2 separate regions of the Mus musculus genome follow, and region 1 is linked to region 2. A link is a contact called in public HiChIP or PLAC-seq data. All regions are on one chromosome and are shown on one strand. The core of a region is the stretch at or near the end of the contact, and the rest is flanking DNA. Distances in the headings are between cores, read along the strand shown.

The links. HiChIP or PLAC-seq counts read pairs in DNA pulled down with a chosen protein or histone mark.
Region 1: a FOXA1 HiChIP or PLAC-seq map of pancreatic cancer cells shows a contact between it and region 2. The contact joins two enhancer-like sites. A contact is called at or near these places in 4 of 484 Hi-C or Micro-C datasets (CD4 T cells, the G1E-ER4 cell line, double positive thymocytes and 1 more), 2 of 115 datasets of contacts at active chromatin or transcription factors (double positive thymocytes and pancreatic cancer cells) and 1 of 9 other capture datasets (pancreatic islet).

The regions. Positions count from the first base shown.
Region 1 is chr11:116,208,377-116,213,365 of GRCm38.p6, forward strand. All of the region lies in intron 3 of Ten1 (TEN1 telomerase capping complex subunit), which reads left to right. Among named protein-coding and RNA genes, the nearest start is that of Acox1, 12 kb to the left of the region's middle. Within about 2 kb of position 2,570, at least 26 of the 459 cell types and tissues checked have an H3K27ac peak or open chromatin away from gene starts, as enhancers often do. A contact at or near this core is called in pancreatic cancer cells, where this site is marked.
Region 2 is chr11:115,952,677-115,957,464 of GRCm38.p6, forward strand. Sap30bp (SAP30 binding protein) reads left to right here. Exons shown (of 11, transcript NM_020483.3): 5 at 4,685-4,773. Among named protein-coding and RNA genes, the nearest start is that of Gm39474, 12 kb to the left of the region's middle. Within about 2 kb of position 2,710, at least 176 of the 459 cell types and tissues checked have an H3K27ac peak or open chromatin away from gene starts, as enhancers often do. A contact at or near this core is called in pancreatic cancer cells, where this site is marked.

The sequences.
Region 1 (4,989 bases), core at 1,320-3,819, 260 kb after region 2:
CCTCTCTCTCTCTGCCTCTCTGCCTCTCTGCCTCTCTCTCTGCCTCTCTGCCTCTCTGTCTCTGCCTCTGCCTCCCTCATAAATGTGCCACTAGACTGGCTATGGCATAAAACTCTCCCTCCCTTCCCCTTGCTTGGAGACAGAGTCTCTCAATATATAGCCCAGGCTGGCCTTGAATTTGTGATCCACCTGCCTCTAACTCCTGAGTACTAGGATTTTACATATGTGTAACCACAACCATCTAATTTTTAGACTTCTCTTAGCATTTTTAAAACTGATGTTAGCAGCCAGGCAGTGATGGCACACGCCTTTAATCCCAGGACTTCAATTAATGTAATTAATTAATTAATTAAATAGTGCTGATTTTAATTATAATGGACTTAATAAAAGTTCCTCTGACCCAGATTTAAGATTTGAAGGTCAGAGTTCCTTCCCTCATAACTGATTTGAGAGAGAAATGAGAGGAGGCACTAAGGGCCTTTTATCTTTAAAAAAAAAAAAAAAAAAAAAAAAAAAAAAAACCTGGGCTGGAGAGGTGGCTCAAGGGTTAAGAGCACTGACTACTCTTCCAGAGGTCCCGAGTTCAATTCCCAGCAGCAACCATGTGGTAGCTCACAACCATCTGTAATGGGATCGGATGCCCTCTTCTGATGTGTGTCAGAAGATAGCTACAGTGTAGTCATATGCATAAAATAAATAAATAAATCTTAAAAAACACAAACACCCTCCTCATTCACTGTGTGGGCGCGCACGCTCACGTCGGCCTCGTTGAGCATCGTGTGCTGGCCTGGTGCTCTCTAAGGCCGTGCTCCACCTTCTGCTTGCTGTGCTCCACCTTCTGCTTGCCGTGCTCCATCTTGTGCTTGCCTTCTTTTCTCATAACGTTTTTATGCATTTCCTGAGGATTTTAATGTGCCACTGTGATGTGGAGTAAGGAATTGATGAGCGAGCCGTGGGTGGAACCCTGAGCTGGCTGAGTGTGGCCATGCCTGTCCTGACCTTTCCCCTGAGCAGGAGGTACACAGCTTTCATCCTTCCTGGGCCAGGCCTTAAGTCCTGGCGGATACAAAGGTCCATCAAACATGTGCAGTGCACTGTGTCCAGGTGGAAAGTTCTGAGGACAAAGGAGAGGTCGGGCAGAGGAACCTTTCTCCCATGTTTTACATCTAGAGCCAGCCAGGAGACTGGTGTGGAACAGCACCAGCTCTGTGATCATCTCCCGGAATCTGACACCGCTTGGTACCGTCCAAGGCCCTGATGGGTCCCTGTCTGAGGTGTTTCTAAACATCTTCCCCTGTGTGTAATTAGTAATAATCACACCTTGTATAAGCATACTGGCTGTAACAACTGCCACCTCACAAACCTCTTTTCTCACCTTTTAAAAACTATTGTAAAAACTTTTTTTTTTTTTGTTTTTTTAAGACAGGGTTTCTCTGTGTAGCCCTGGCTGTCCTGGAACTCACTTTGTAGACCAGGCTGGCCTCAAACTCAGAAATCCACCTGCCTCTGCCTCCCGAGTGCTGGGACTAAAGGTGTGCGCTACCATGCCTGGCTTGTAAAAACTTTTAATTGTCACATGGTGATTGTATAGCCATACTATGGACACAGGGTGACATTTCAATACATGTCCATGGTAGGTAATGAATGATTACATCAGAACAATTGGTATATCAATCTCTGTAGACATTTATCTTCTGCGCGCGCGCATGTCTGTGTGTGTGTGTGTGTGTGTGTGTGTGTGTGAGAGAGAGAGAGAGAGAGAGAGAGAGAGAGAGAGATAGAGAGAGCTCAGAATAATCAAAATATCCTCTCTGCTAGATGCTTTGAAATAATTCAAGTGGTTGGCAACAAGTAGGCCTGGGGTTACACAGTGACTGTAATCTTAGCTGCCCAGGAAGTTCCAGGCCTACCAGGGATACAGAGTGAGTTCAAGGGCAGCTTGGGTATCTTGGCAAGGCCATACCTCAGAAAGTGAAAAGAAGAAGGGAGCTGGGGGAAGGAAGCCAAGCTCAGTGGTGGCAACACAAAGGTAAAGGAATTTTTCTAGGAGAGATAGGTATGAGGCAGGAGAGTTACATGTTTGGTAATGCCTGCATAACTGTCACTGAGCGTGAGGCCAGGCTAGCCAGGACACAGAAGAGTTTCTAGACAGACAAGGAAAGCTGTTCAGTGAGAGGAGACTCTGAAGTCCCTGTGTTACAGTGAGAATATGTTTTGTGGTCTGAGGCTTCTCTGTACTCATCAGAGATGCGACCGGGGAGGGCAGAGGCTGGAGATGCATCAGGCAGGCAGGTTGGAAGGCAAAGGCTGAGTCCTGCAATACCAGGAAAATGGCTGGGAGGTACTTAGGGCCGGCTGAAGAGACAGAGAAGGTGAGAGAGTCCAGGAGACCCAAGGGGTGAAGAAGGCTGCAGTAGTAGGAGTGAAAGGTCAGGAAGATACTGAGAACAAACAGGGTGTAAGATTCTAGAACAAACCAGTCCAAGGTGCGAGGTGGGTGTGGGAGGGAGAACTGGAGCAGAGGTAAACTGCTGTAAACAGTTATCAGTGGGAAGGAGCCGGGCGTGTAACAGGAAACCCGAGCAGCAGGTGAACTCTGGACTCACCTCCTGCACAGTAGGACCTGTTGATATGGATAAAGCCAGGTTTCAGCCAAGTCCCAGAGAAAAGGTGAGACTCTTATAAGGACACTGGAAGAGGGAAACACAGTACAACAGAGGAAGGACACAGGACCCAGGAGTGTGGGCAGGGATGAGGACTTGGTGGGTTTGGGGTGACCATACAAGGACTACCTTTGATGTTGTCGAGTGACTGCCATTAAGGCGTGCAGGCCAGCACTAGTGGTCTCCACACGGCAGGGCAGTGGTACCTGACAGTTGCATGTGTGCTTAGGCTTGAACCTGGACCTCCTGCATGCTAGGCACGTGGTTGTGTGTGACTGTTCTTAGATGGTCTCTCATGTACAGCAGACTCCCCGCAAACCGGCTATGCATTGGAGGAGAACCTTGACCTCCTGATCTCCCGAGTGCTGGGGTTACAGGCATGTGCTAGCGTGTCCGATTCATGTGGTGCTCGTGGGAGCTCGGATGCTAAGCGGCTGAGGGGGTGCTAGCCAAGTGCTCTGCCGGCTGAGCTGCATACCCGGCCTTTTCCCTTCTCTTGAAGATTTATTTTACTTTTAAATGTGTGTGTATGTGTGTGTTCCCGTCTGTCTGTGTGTAGGTATGTACACATATATGCAGGTACCCATAGAAACCTGTGGCTTTGGATCCCCCCAGAACTGGATCAAAGAGTTGTAAGCAATTGGACTCAGTTGGGAACTGAGCTCAGGTCCTCTGCATGCTCTTAACCACCAACCCATCTCCCAGACCCTGTGTGTATGTGCATATGTATGTGTATGTGCATATGTATATGCATGTTTTTGGTTTGTGCTGAAGGTCAAACCCAGGTCCTTGCACACGCTAGCAGTGCTCTGTTTTTTGAAATGGGATTTTTGTTCAGCCACACCCTGCCAAGGGCTAGGACTCTAGGCAAGCCCTTTCCTGCCTGCTTTACCTCACACCTTCTACCCACAGGCTGCCATCCTCAGATGCCACACATGCACTCCCATCTCTCCTCCTTCCATCCAGAATGGGCTGAAGCACCTGGACTGCAGCCATGGCCTGACCGAGCCACTGAGAAGCCGTCCATTCTGGGGACCGCTTACTCTGTAGACAATAAACGATAAAGCCAACTGAGACTGATGAACGTAATGAACAGGAGCAAAGGCTCAACAGCTGCAACCACTCGCTGCTCTTCCACAGGATCCAAGCCTGCTTCCCAGCACCCACACAGGCAGTCACAGCCACCTGTAACTCCAGCTCCAGGGGAGCCAGTATTCTCTTCAGGCCTTCATAGGCACCTGCACTCATATGCGCACATTCATAGATACACACGTATATATCTAATTTACAAATTTAAATCTTCTAAAGTATAAGCAAACACCTTTTAAGAGTCTGTGAAATTTAAGCAGATTTCTTTTTTTTTTTTCTTTTTCTTTAATTTTCTTACTTTTTTTTGTTTGTTTGGTTTGGTTTTTCGAGACAGAGTTCCTCTGTGTAGCCCTGGCTGTCCTGGAACTCACTCTGTAGACCAGGCTGGCCTCGAACTCAGAAATCCGCCTGTTTCTGCCTCCCAAGTGCTGGGATTAAAGGCATGCGCCACCACCGCCCGACATTAAGCAGATTTCTAAGAAAATCTTCACCCCAGAAGTTTGAAAATATTTGACACAGGATCCTGCCTTAAGTTCTGTGTCTCCCACCTCTCATTGTGGAACCCCATACACCCCCATGGTGTCACAATCAAATCATAATCAAGGGCTCTCAACAAACTCCTCCCATGCCCTCCATTTTTGTTTCAGTTAATTTTGTTTTTAGACGGGGTGTCTCTATCTGTGTCACCCTGGCTGTCCTGGAACTTGCTATATAGAGCAGGCTGGCCTTGAACTCACAGGGGTCCTCCATCAGTCGCTCCTCAGTGTTGGGTTGAAAGGTGTGCACCATCACCGCCTGGCTTCTTTTTTTCCCATTGTTCTGGTGTGTCTACACTTGGTTTTCGTTGTTGTTACTGCTGCCGTTTGTTTGTTTTAAGTTACTTATTGTTTGCTTGTGTGTGTGTGTGTGTGTGTGTGTGTGTGTGTGTGTGTGTGTACAGGTTTCCACAGAGGCTAGACCTGCTGCGTGTGAGTCACCTGACAGGCTAGGAGTCAGACTCCTGACTGACCATCTCTCCAGCCCCCAAGCAGCTGCTGAGATGCTGTGAACATCTCATTCTGTTCTTGTTCTTGGAGCTCTTATAAACTCTGGAGAGGTGGCTCAGCGGTTAAGAACATTGACTGCTCTTCCAGAGGTCCTGAGTTCAATTCCCAGCAACCACACGGTGGCTCACAACCAACTGTAATGAGATCTGATGCCCTCTTCTGGTGTGTCTGAAGACAGCTACAGTGCACTT
Region 2 (4,788 bases), core at 1,460-3,959:
GTGTGCTTCTGCTTTGTTTAGTTCTGTTCCCAAAGGACACTGCATCCCCACAAGTACATTCAGGGCCCGTGCTTTCCAGCCCTGGGGACGCAAAGCCCAGAAACTTGGCTTGAAAGTGGTCTTCCAGTGTCCCGCCCACCTGCCCGTTTTCCAAGAGGTGCCCTTGTGCTGTGGGTTGTTGATGAGTGACTGGTTTTCCATAACTAAGTGCTAGGAATTATTCATTCTGCTTTGTCTTGGGCAAGAACATAGTGACTCTGCATTGATTCTGGGTTCTCTGATGGACAGAGCTCAAGACTTATTGAAAAAAACAAAAAAACAAAAACAACAACAACAACAAAAAAAAAACCCAGGGATTGGAGAGATGGCTCAGGGCCACTCTTGCAGAGGATCCAGGTTCATTTCCCATCCGTGTTGGGAGTGTCACAACTTCCTGTAGCTGTAGGTATGGAGAGTCCAATGCCCTGTTTTTGCAGACCTCAGTAGGAACGTGCAGACAAATGACTCGCATGCACACTCAAACACATTTACATGACCCGTGCAAATTAAAACCAGGGCTTCCTTAAACACTAGAATTTGTTCTTTAGAAAATGACACGGGATATGACAGCTTAAGGGCAGAGGAGGCACAGCACACATCTAATCAGAAGCCAGCAGCCTCGGCGGTGGGTGATACACAAGGCCAGGTGTAGTGGAAGCTGAAGCCGCTTCCATCTAGGTCCCACTTCACTCTGCTGTTCACCACCGAGAAACTTCAAGGTTTAGGCCAGAGAACAACCTGGCCATGAACCAGTACGGCAGTGCGCTCCACTCACATGAACAGGGTCAGAAGTGGTGCACATGTGGGTGCATCAACTGGACTTCTTCCATAATCAGCTTGGCTCTTCTCCTCTGGGTTTGTTTTGACTTTTTTTTTTTTTTAAAGATTAGTGTATGTAGCATAGACTTGCCTTAAAACTACGTAGCCTAGGCTGGCTTTGGACTGTCTGTCCTCTTCCTGTGTAACCCAGGCTGGCTTTGACCTGCTGGTCCTATACTTTAGCCTCTCATAGATCTAGTATTACAGGAACTGCCATGACACTCTGCTTCTGGGCTGTGTGTGTGAAATAGCGTTACTGAGATGTAATTCAAAGAGTAAAAGTGTGCCATTGGTGGATTTGATAGACATTTGTATCTGTGATAGCCGTACCAAACAAACATCTTTTACAAGGGGAACACCTCCACTTTCCTATCCTTCCTAATGGTTCCTGGTGCTCAGGTCCCCTGTGCAGGCGGTGTCTTCCTTCAGTCTCAAGTAAGACTTTATTTATTTATTTACTTACTTACTTATTTTTGGTTTTTCGAGACAGGGTTTCTCTGTGTAGCCCTGGCTGTCCTGGAACTCACTTTGTAGACCAGGCTGGCCTCGAACTCAGAAATCCGTCTGCCTCTGCCTCCCGAGTGCTGGGATTAAAGGCGTGCGCCTCCATGCCTGGCAAGATGTGATCTTGATGGAAGTTCAGCCCTATTTTAACAGTTTCATATAAATGAGGCTTATTGACAACCACTTGGGCTGGGTCATTGTGTTATGAAGGCCTTCCTTGCGTGATAGGATGCTTGACAGAGTTGCAGCCTGCCGATAAGTGTCCCTTTGAGAGCAGAGTTGCCCCAGGCTGAGCGCCTGGTGGATCATTGCTTTCCTGCCTGGCTTTCCCCTTAAGCAGGTTCCTTAGAGGTTGCACGCACACTGCTGAGAATAGGTGTTCCTTTACATTTGTCTGTTTTGACGAAAGGACCTCTCGATGTAGCCGACATAGTCTGTTATTTGCCCTCTCGTGGCGGGCACAGTGCACTGTCACCTGCGTAGGGTGAGTACTCTTCTCTTTGAGGAGTGGGTGGTAAGTCAACTCTTCAACAGGATGGCTTTCAAAGGACTAGCCAACTCACGGGCTTCTCCAGTGCTCTAGCTCCTGACAGCTGCCTGCCCCACGGGCCTGGAACAGTATTGGGTGTAGTCCAGGGGTCTTCAAATCACTCAGGAGCCCCTTCTTACAGCCAGTTAAGTATTCTGCAAGTGTCCTCGGCCCCACTGGGCTTTCTGTCCCTGTTCCCCTGCCGTAGTCTGAGTCCCTGGAACTAGCTACTCTGCTTAGGTTCCCACCTGGTGGCCATGGATACTGCAGATGTTTTCTGACAGAGGCGTTAGCAGGATGTGACTCATGCTGACAACAGGCTTTGTGGATAGTAAATGGAGCTACCCCTAGCATAGCCAAGGCATAGGCACTGTGGCAAGTGTCTGCGGGCACACTGCTGACACTTCCTGAGATGGTTAGGGGCTCTGGCCGCTCTGCAGAGCAGCTGTTCTCTGTACTGGGCACATTCTAGGACTCAGGGAGGAGGCACTCAAGTCTGTCCTCAAGTCTCTGAAGTATACTTTTATTTTGTTGTCCAGCATATGTCACCTTCTTGTCACTTATTTCCCAGGAATACTCTTGTTTCTACCCCAATTTATGAGGCTCCCTCCTCCTCCATACTCTCTGTCACTTATGTCCCAGAGGGTGGGGGGTTGCTACAGTAACCGTGGCACACCCTGTTTTTCTAAAAAGCTTTCCTGGCAAATGGCAAAGGGCATTCTTTGTCTGTGTCACGTGCACATATACCCTCTGTGGCCCAGCGCCTGCCAAGCCTTGGTTTTGTTATGAATGTTCACAAAATGCCCTAGCCAGCTCTTTCCACCCGCTTCCACTCTGGGCTGGCCTCTGCAGACTGAGCTCAGACCTAGACCAACGTCTTACCCCAGGGCTAAGAAAAAGGAAGAAACCAAGATTTGGCTTGACTGCCTGCCAGAGCTGGGTAGTGCCCTGCCTGAGGGCCAGTTGGGAGGTGGCAGAAAGGCATGGTGCAGCGGCAAGTGTGTATCCTATCCCCCTTGTGGGGACTGTTCTCGACTGCAGTTGCATCTCAGGCCACAGCATGACCTTTGATCTGTCGCCCAGCCTGTGCTCTGGGTGTGTCTAGTTAAAACCACTGACATCTACGAAGCCCAGGCTGTACTTATGCTTTAAGACTGCCTCAGGCCTGACCCCTGGCCTCAGTGTGTTCATAGTGTGCACAGGCCCGATCCACAGTAACTGTCCTGGAAGTCATTAGAGTCTCCAGGGTCTTGAAGGCCTTGTCTTACTCAGCACAGGGATGGTAACTATGCAGAGATCAAAGCACCTTATCTGCTAAGAAGAAAACATTAACCCATGCTGGGTGCACAGTGCACACTTGCAATCCCAGCCAATCGAAAGGCTGAAGCAGGAGAGTCCCTTCTAGGCCAGCCTGGGGCCCTAAATGAGGGGTTTCCCCCTACACACACCTAGTTTTTCTTTTTTGTTTGTTTGTTTTTCCCTTTTGTTTTGTTTTAATCTCTTAAGACCTGGAATTATTTTAGAATCATGACCGTAGGGGAGGCTCAGCAGGTAACACATTCTGCTCATAGACAGGACCCATGTCTGGGGGTTACAACCTCTGATAAATGTCACCTCCAAGGGATCTGATGCCTCTCTGGACTCCTAGGGTACCACACACAGACATGCCTATAATTTTTAAAAAGTAAAATCTTAAAAAGAAAAAAAAAAAAACAGCCTTGGACTAGAGACCAGGAAGACCATGCCACCCTCCGCCTTCCCCCAGACCCCCACCATGCCACCCTGCACCTCCCCTAGCCCCACCCCCGCCACCCTGCGCCTCCCCCAGCCCCCCCCCCCCGCCATGCCACCCTGCGCCTCCCCCCAGCCCCCTGCCATGCTACCCTAAGCCTTCCCACAGACCCTCTTCAGCTCTCTAGAGCTGTTCCTAGGACAGGCTTAGAGAAGGGCCTGGCACACAGTAGGTCCCCCTGCTGGGCTAGATGCTATTGGTGGTGGCTTTTTGGTGCTTGCCTTCCTCCTGCCCCACCCTGTGCTGTCTGCCACTGTTTGCACATTGTATGGTTCTTTTCATGAGGAATGTTTCAAAGAGCATGACAGAATCTTACAACAATCAGCCCATTGTCTGTGTGCTCCAGAGCCGACTCTGAGGTCCTGGGGTGGCCGGAGGCTGTCAGGGAAGGGAATGGGGAGAGAGGAGGCGAGGCTTGGGTGGGCAGTGTTCTGAGGGGATTGATTGCCCTCGGGAGTTGTGGTTCTTGTGTCAGAATCAGGCCTTTTGTTCAGGTCTTTTTATGCACAAGCTATTTGGGACCCAAAACCTTAACACAGTTTCTTATAGCCAAGGCAGGACAGACCCAGACCAACCGGAAAGGGCAGTGCCAAGTATGAAGCTGACACATGTCTCTAACAGCTCTGAGTTCAGTGTCTTCCACATTGGCAACCTGAGATTGAGCTTAGGCAGGACTGAATTTATACTGTAGAAACTGGTAAATGCTTTGGATGGTGGCTCCTCCCCTTTCCCTCCCCCAGCGCTTCTCCAGGCATGCTCTTTCCCTAAAAGTCAGTCTCTGGAGCTTGGTAGGATGTGTTATTTACATGTGTCCCCTCCACCTCAGCTTCCCTTCTCCCAGGTTGACACGTAGCTGGCCATTGAGATCAGCTCAGGGAACACTCTCCAAGAAGCCATCGGCCACCTCCCCTTCTGCTTTCTGCTGAAATTGCTTTGTGCTTGTGCTTTTATGGCCCCTGGCCTTTCCTCTCAACACAAGGTTCCCTCTGCTTTCTCAACAGCCTCCTTTTCTGAAAGGGTTCGCAACATGTCACCCGATGAAATCAAGATCCCACCAGAACCGCCTGGCAGATGTTCAAATCACCTACAAGTAAGCACAGGTCTG